2 separate regions of the Sus scrofa genome follow, and region 1 is linked to region 2. Evidence: chromatin contacts called from public promoter capture Hi-C data. All regions are on one chromosome and are shown on one strand. Each heading gives the region's core, a stretch centred on a gene start, on an enhancer-like site or on the middle of the called end of the contact. The rest is flanking DNA. Distances are from core to core; before and after follow the strand shown.

Evidence for each region. Promoter capture Hi-C pulls out the DNA fragments that hold promoters and counts their contacts.
Region 1: a promoter capture Hi-C map of liver shows a contact between it and region 2, with 7 times the contacts expected there. The contact joins the promoter of STOM here to the enhancer-like site in region 2. A contact is called at or near these places in 2 of 5 promoter capture datasets (fetal liver and liver), 15 of 47 Hi-C or Micro-C datasets (alveolar macrophages, brain, embryonic fibroblasts and 8 more) and 2 of 2 datasets of contacts at active chromatin or transcription factors (alveolar macrophages and skeletal muscle).

The regions. Positions count from the first base shown.
Region 1 is chr1:261,405,950-261,410,253 of Sscrofa11.1, reverse strand. It overlaps STOM (erythrocyte band 7 integral membrane protein), which reads left to right and starts at 2,541. Exons shown (of 7, transcript XM_021068281.1): 1 at 2,541-2,725. The coding sequence starts at 2,665. It also overlaps the pseudogene LOC110259667.
Region 2 is chr1:261,364,558-261,368,607 of Sscrofa11.1, reverse strand. GSN (a long non-coding RNA gene) reads right to left here. Exons shown (of 18, transcript XR_002337470.1): 12 at 3,669-3,759; 13 at 1,616-1,786; 14 at 832-1,006. Among named protein-coding and RNA genes, the nearest start is that of STOM, 41 kb to the left of the region's middle. Within about 2 kb of position 1,352, at least 9 of the 83 cell types and tissues checked have an H3K27ac peak or open chromatin away from gene starts, as enhancers often do. A contact at or near this core is called in liver, where this site is marked.

The DNA of each region.
Region 1 (4,304 bases), core at 1,292-3,791, 40 kb before region 2:
GGCCAAATCAGAGCTACACCACAGCTACAGCCACAGACAGCAACGCAGGATCCATGCTGCATCTGTGACCTATGCCACAGCTCACGGCAATGCCAGATCCTTAACTCACTTAGTTAGGCCAGGAAATTAAACCCACATCCTCACGGATACTAGTCAGATTCGTTTCCACTGCGCCACATTGGGAACTCCCTCAAAAAACATTCTAACTTCTAACCGTTACTGGAAGAAAATTTAGGACTAAAAATCCTCCACAAAGGGAGAGGATGATACACTAATACTTATGTTTAAAGTATGTTTAATCAATACACTTATAAAGAATATGCATGAGAGGCAGAATACACCAGTGCATGGTAAGTGAAATTCAGCATTATAAAATCAAAATCTGTAAACTCCCATCTATCCTGAAAGTCATTTAAAAATCGAGTCAAAACTTGTTCTTAGTTTGGGGCCTGAAATTAGCTCCTGAACTGATGCAATCTGAAACCAGAGCCAGCAAGTGTTTACCAAAGTCTTTTTCCCAAAGGGAAAAGTCTCTTTTCTAATTCTCTAGAAGTGATGCTGTTGGGATTGCCTTGAGAATTGAACAAAGGTAGCAGGTAGGAGTACAAAAAATAAATTCATTCTGAAATATTTTCCTTTCCAGCAAAATCGAAAGCTAAATACTTTTCCACAATATGCAATTTTTAATCAAGCCCTTTTTTTTTCTGGACCCGTGGCTTATGGAAGTTCTTAGGCCAGGGATCAACCTGGAACCCATGCCGCCACAGCCACCCAAGCCGCTTCAGTGACACCAGATCCATAAACCACTGCACCACAATGGGAACTCCAAGCCCTCCTTTACTAGAGGTTTTAATTAGCTGCTTGTGCATTTGCTCCTCTTTCCTGGAAACCGCAGCATAAACAGGAAATCCAGGCCTCTGGGGCTTATTCACTGCAGAATGGAAAAAATGAAGCCATGGACTTTCTCAAGGATGATTTAGAAAGGATCATTAAATTACTGTACTCCCCTCCTTATCTTCTCCAGAAGGCTTATAAACCAAGTGACTGCACAAGCTGTATTCCACCTCCAGGAATATAAACAGCTCTTTTCCCACATGTGGCTGGAAATAAACTTGAGAGCTCTGCACCAGGCTAGTATCACATGCTAGAGTCTACACCCCAAAGCAAAGGCGATCAGCCACTCCCTAACACCTGTTACAATTGTGGGTGCTCCACTTTCTACCCTGACAACCACAAGGCAGAGCTACAACTACAGAGAAACCCTACCATTTCAATTATGTAAACACCACAGGGTTGGGTATTACACAGCCAAAGGGAGATCTTGGTGGTGATGGAACAGTGCTGTTATCTTGACTGCAGTGGTGGTTATACGAATCTATGCATGAGACAATATGGCATAGAACTATGTGTACACTTGTGCCACTCTCAACTTCCTGGCTTTGATATTACAGTTAAGTAAGACATAACCATTGGGGGAAACTGGGTAGCGGGTACACATAACCTCTCCGTACTGTCTTTGCAACTTCCTGTGAATCTGTATTTATTTCAAAATAAAATGGTTTTACAAGTGCACCTGCTGGTGCACATCACCCTGCTTTGGACGGTTTGCATTAGGACAAGTCATGGAGAATACAACAGAGCCTGGTTTTCAAATGTGAAGTTTCAGTCACCACCTAACGCAAAGCTTGAGGTCGGGGATACCCTTGCCTGTGCTTTTCCCTCCTCCTGGAATTCCCTTTCTGACCTCCCGTGTCCCGCCTGTCCCCCTTCCCAAGGCCGGCTCCTTTTCATCGTTGAGGTCACAGGTCAATGCCACCGCCTTACAGAGGTCTTTCCTTGTCCCCGTAACTAATGCAGCTGCCTTCGGCTATCCTGAGTCCCCTGCGCCCTTCCTCGAGATCTTCCCCACGTGACGATTTGGCTTGTTTGCTTGCTGGTTACCTGTGTCAATGCCACGGGGGCGGGCCCGCTCTACACCCAGCAATGAGCACGCTGCTCGGTGATGGCAGGAGCTCAGAAAGGATTGTATTTGAATAAACGCACCTCACTCGAATTCATTCCCTTAGGCTCGAGGGTGGTGGCACGGTTTCTTCCCCTCACACCATCGGTCCTCTCAGGTCAGGGCGGGCCTCGTCCCCCTCACTTTGGCACACGGGTGCCCCTCGGCCTCCTCCCCTCATTCGGACCCCACCTCGCCCAATGAGGGCACCATTTTCCTCTAAGTCTTCTGCCCAGAAGGGCGCCTTTTTCTTTTTCGTAGCCTTTTCTCAGGCCATCACTCAACTTCCCCTCCCCTCTCTCTTCAGCAGCCGCCCCCCCGGCTCCACGGCTTCTGCCTCTCCCTTCCGGTGCCTTCTCTCCCTTCCGGTGCTGCCAGAGTCCGGATCCCCTCTTTCGGGGCGCCTCGCCCCTCAGGCCACGCCCCCCAGCCCGGGGACTTGAGGGAAGCGCCCCAGAAGCGGCTGCACCGGAGGGGAGGGCGGTGGAGGGTGGGGGCGTGTCCTCCTTGGTCCTGGGCGTCGATTGGCCCGGCCTCAGGGAGGGGGCGGGACCGCTGCCTGGGTCTCGAGATCCTGAGTCTTCGCGGGGCATTCCTCTCAGCTCCTTCTCCAGCCCCGGACCTGGTGACTGCGACGCAAGAGTAGCTACTCTGGTTCGGGCAGCATGTCTGACAAGCGGCCAGCAGCGGACGCCCAAGCTCGGCGGCTCCCCGACTCCTTCAAGGGTGAGCCCCGTGCCCCTGACGAGGCCCTTGGGGTCTCCCGCCCACCCCTTAACCCTCCCCTCGGAAACTAGCCCCAGCCCAGAGGTTCCAGGACTGTGTCCAATGTTTCTTAGACAAGCGACCGCTGCCCAAAGCCGCGGTTTCCCCACTTGTGCGCTGAGGATGACGAGCCCTGCTTCTCGGGCTGGGAGTTAGGTTTAGGAATGTTAAGGTGCAGAGTGCACACCCGGTGCTCGGCACTGAGTGGAAGCGCCAACAGAGGGCGCGTCTCCGATGTTCATAGCCAGAGCAGGGGCTTGCGTTATCCAGCGGCTGCCAGATGCCAGGCCCTGTGCCAGCGCTTTCTGCTCATTATCTCGTGGCACGCACGCGGATGTGGAAATGCAAGAGAGACTGGAGGCCAGCGAGTGATGCAGCCGCGATCCAAAGGCGCACGCCACACCCAGGGCCTGCTTTTCCCTTCCCTCTTCCTCGGAGGCCAGCTCCACCACCCCGCCTTCGCCCACCCCGAGTGAGCCTCCCTCCGCCTGAACTGGAAAGAATTCCTGCTCCCCACCCTGGCCAATTTCCTATTAGCCGCAAGACAGACCTGTATGGTTTCTCCACAAGTGCCTGACATATTTGCAGAAAAAAGAAGAAAGTCTCTGTTTGGCATTCTTCCCATATCTCTTAGCAGCTTCACTTTCTGCCCCCTTTACTTCCTTTGTCCTAGGAACCTCGCCTTCAGGGCTTTTGTTCCTCACAAAGCACAAGTTCCCTACCCTATCAGGGCCTTCCCGATCTTGAAGGCAGAAATCGTGTGAGTGGCTCAGTGTGTTCCCATGTGAAGGAACTAGTACCCTTGAGAGGGGTATCACCTTGAACCTTTATGGCTAACTCCTTGGGGAGGAGGGAGGGTTTCATAAAGAGAGGCAGTAAACCCCTCTGGGTACCGGTTCCTCCCAGAGGCGCTTAGAGGTCCAAAGGAATTATTTCTAAGGATGGAATTTCAGATGGAATGATATAGTGAAAGAAATTTAAAGGACTGGGTGGGCTTTTACAGCACCGCACAAAGAACACTGTGCTGGCCGCATCTATTCTGATTATTTTGTAATTCCAGCCTTGTCCACTGATCCTGTCTTTCCCAGTTTCCCTTCACCAGCAATCTTTGTCTTTAGTTCCTTCAGGAACATCAAAGGAATTATAAAAAATCTTAATCCCTCACTTGTCTCTGCTAAGTACATTGGAGAGTTATCTTCCCAAAGCAGGGGAATGTAACAGGGAGGATGTTTTGAAGTCACAAATTTCTAAGGAATGGAGCCCTACTTTAAGTCTGAGTTTGCCCATATAAAAATTGTGCAGTCTGCCTCTTTGATAGTTGTCATTTCCTAGAAAGGGAGGTGGCAGGATCCTTTCCTCTGTGCCCTGACCTGGAGGGAGACTAAAGGGCTATGGGAACAAGGTTAGAAGTTTGGTGAAACTGCAGTGGGAAATCTGCAACCTGTAGTTCTTTTGGAATAAGCATGATCTTTGTACTTAATGTTAGTTGTTTTTCATGGTTACAGACCAACTTTCACTCCCAAGTTCTTTTTCTTGGTTC
Region 2 (4,050 bases), core at 103-2,602:
CTGCTCAGCCCACAGGCGCTATTTACATTTAAATGCATTTTCTTGCCAGTCACATTTCAAGTGCTCATTAAGATAAACATGTGACGAGTGGCCCCCAGATTGGACCTGGCAGATATAGAACATGCCCATTCTCTCAGAAGGTTCCAGTGGACTGTGCTGCTCTAGACAGAACTACTCTTCCCCATATCTGCTAAGCATCAAGCAGGAGGGAGCAGGCAGAAAGACCACTCTGACCTGGGCTCTGGAAACAAAGCAGGCCTGTAGCATTTTTGTCCAGGGAGAATCTCATGATTAAGACACATCGCAGCCCCTGTGGGGCTGTTACCCTGCCTACAACCTTTCTTTTTTTTTTTTTATTACTCAAATGAATTTATCACATCTGTAGTTGTATAATGATCATAACAATCTAATTTCACAGGATTTCCATCCCACAGCCCAAGCACATCCCCCCACCCCCCAAACTGTCTCCTCCGGAGACCATAAGTTTTTCAATGTCTGTGAGTCAGCATCTGTTCTGCAAAGAAGTTCCGTCTGTCCTTTTTTCAGAGTCCACATGTCAGTGAAAGCATTTGATGTTGGTGTCTCATTGCATGGCTGACTTCACTTTGCCTACAATCTTTCAAGGCTTCCCAGCAAGTGACCATCTCCTGCAGAGCCTTCCCCGCCTGCCCCAGGCCACACTGAGCTCCTTTCTCTAACTCCCGGAGGCCTCCTCTCACTGACCGCAGCCCTCATTTTCATCCAACCCGCTGTGATTAACACACATCACGGAGAGAAACCTAAGGGCCGCATTCCCAGAGAACAGTGGGTCCCTCTGGCCTCCGCTCCTACCTGGCTCGCTGCCTTCTGCCACCTGCACAGGTTGGGCCCGAAGCACGCGGAGCAGCTCCTGGGCCCCGGTCTTCTCGGCCTCGCTGGCTCCTGTCCCCACCCACAGGTAGGCAGCCGAGGGGGTTTTCAGGACAAAGGCATCGTTGGAGTTTAGTGCGCCGGCCTTGGGGATCACCTGGGAGGACCATGCTCGATCAATCAGGAGCCAGACCAAAAGCTCTCAGACCCCCTCCTCACTGCCCGGAGATGCTGCGGCAGGACCAGCTCCTAGGTGGGGACTCGGAGGAGCACGCCCCATCAGAGCTGAGGACATGGACTTGGACACCGAGGGGCTTAGCTGACTCCCATGAGTCATTAATGCACTGTGACTAGGAATGTGGGCCGCAAGAACAGAACTGAGTGCCCAGAACAGAAGAGGTGTCAGTCCCATTCTCCGGAAGGCTGCTCAGGAGGATTGCGCTCAGGTCTGCACCTTCCACCGTGAAAGGGAGAGTAGCCAGCTGGAAGGTAATCGAGAACAAAGTCCAGAGTGTGAAGAATGGACTCCCAGCAGGGTAGTGAGCTGCCCGTTGTGGAAGGTATGCAAGATAGGGGGCACTGGGCATTCTTGAAACGAGAGGAAATCTAAGACATACAATCCCACTGCCAAAGCCGGAAGGTATGAAGAGCTGTGTGTTAACCCCTTAGCCAACCCCAACCGACCCAGTGCCCAGAGATCTGCCCTTCAAGCCTGGGAGGTTTCAGAAAGGCCAACCCTGCCCGGGGTCCAGGCCTTGGGTGTTACCTCAACGGCTCGGGTGGCTCCAGAGCTGCTGGCCCGGACCTGGAAGAGGCGGGTACTGGCGGGGGCTGTCTGTCCACCCTCGCGGGAGGTGCCACCCCTGTAGATGATCATGGGTTTCCCACCAAACAGGCTCATGAGGTGAGCGGGTTCCTTGCCTTGGACCACACGGCTCTGGGAGGGAGAAAGAGGGCAAGTCAGGAAAGGGGTGGGGGGCAGGCATCAGTCCTGTGCGGCATCAGGCTCATTGCCACCTGCTGCAGCCAGCAGGGCCCAGGCTCATCCCTCAAATGAGGTTGTCACGCTTCTGTCTATGCTCTGGGTGGAACGTGACCCTACAGCACTCGGGGGGTGGGCAAGGGAACGGGAGTTCCAGGAAGGCTGGAGATAGCACTGCAGCCTGAGGTCCCCTGGGCACTGCTCAGCCTCTTGCTTCCCATGAGGCCCTGCCTGGCTGACCCTGTGTCTAGTCTAAGAACCAAGAGAGCCCGTTTGCAAATATTCCCTTAAATGGAAGCACAGGGATTGTCCGTGGACATTCTTCCAGGATGGTGACGTCAGCCCCGGGCATGGAAGCCAGCACAGTGGTGAGGATAGAGCCTCTCAGATCTGGAGAGACCCCTCCTGCCCAGCCAGTGTCCCCCACAAGCCAACTGCAGTCAGGGGCTTGGTGGTGGGAGGGAGGGGCAGGGAGATCTCAGATACAGCATACCTGATCCTGGCTTGGGGGCCCATTTCAATTTTGGATCCCAGTGGTGACCCTGGCCCTAGCTAAGTCTAGAAGACAATCTCGCATGGACGCTGGGAGTATTGGGGTCACGTCCCAGGATGAACAACCACTGCTGGGTCAGAGCTCAGATCCCAGCTCCACCCTGATGGTGAGAACTCAGGCACGGGACTCACCCTCTCAGGTCCTTCCTCTGTGAAATGGGGTCAAGAATGCTAATCCTAAAGCTCTTGTTGAGATGAGCTAAGACAGTAATCATCCTGCTTGGCATCTGACACCCCGAGGACCCCCCAGTCATGGTCAAAGTTCGGGGCACCAACCCTGGATCCAAATCCAAACCCTGCTGGCTCCAAGGGTAGGATCGAGGAAGGAGAACTCTGGCTCCCCCGACATCTCCCCACCTGGCTCTGCTGCCCCCTAGGGCCCCACACTGTGGCCCGGTCACTGTTTAAACCCACAGATCCCTTCACTTTACAGTTATCATTTTAGCAATGTCCCCTTGTTCTCAGAGTCAAGGTCACATCCTCACTGTGACTTCTGGGTGGTCTGGTCCCTCTGATCACCTCCCCAGACTCCCATCATGGCACTCTCCCCCTCGCCTTAGTACCCAATGCCCTCTCCCACCTTGGGCCCTTAGCATAGTCTCTTCCCTCTACCTTGACTGTGCCTGGCCAACTCCTACTCATCCGTTAGGTCCCAGCTGAAAAACCCCTTCCTGGCTGGGGGACTTGTCTAATCCAATTAGATCCTACCTGGGATCTATGTGTCCTTATACTTAACACACATGTAGAAGGGGCCGTTATGGGCCAAGCGTGGCTCTAAATGTATTACAAATGTTAATGCTTCATCCTCACAGCAATCCTGGGAGACAGGTACTGCTAGTACACCTAGTTTGAGAACATAAGGGCACTGAGAAGCTAAGTGATTTGTCCAAGGTTGCCCGGAGGTAAAGATGGATTCAAACTCAAGCAGGTTGGCTCCATGTTCATCCTCTGAAAACTCCCCCACACCACCTCTCCTCTCCTTTCTCTGCAACGCCTTGTCATTTTCACGCACTGCCACAGTGCATGACATTATACATCCATGTGCCCGCATGTCTGCTGAACATCTTTCTCCCCCCTAGACTGTAAACCACATGAGGGCAGTTTGGGGTAGGGCAGGGGTGGGATCTGTATCTTCATGGCTACAGATGCAGTGTTGGGTACACGGGAGCCCTACATAAGTATTTGTTGAAAGGATGGATGGACAGATTGATGGACAGTCAGACACATGAACGAACAGAGGGACAGGGCCCAGAGTGTGACCCAAGGGGTGGTGGGCTGGGCTCACCTGGACTGGGGTACCTCCCAGCTCCTCATCCAGCTGGGCAGTCAGGATGGCAGACGCGGCGACCTCATCCTGGGTGGACTGGGCGCCCTGCCTGGAAGGGAAGTGAGACTCAGTCTCTCCTTCACCCTGGGCCTGAGAAACCCACAAATCTCCGGATTACAGGTAATGAAACTGAGACACAGAGAGGGAAAGGGGTTTTCTCAAAAGCAACCAGAGCGGGAACCAAACCAACATGCCCTATGGTCTGCTCAGCATCTCGCCTCCTTATAGAGATCTGAGCACAACCAGGGGACTTCTTCATCCTAAATCTGCCCTGAGGGGAGGTTTGTGGTGGGTGACTTTCTGCCTCACCTCTTCCTTATCTAAAGTTCCCATAACCAAC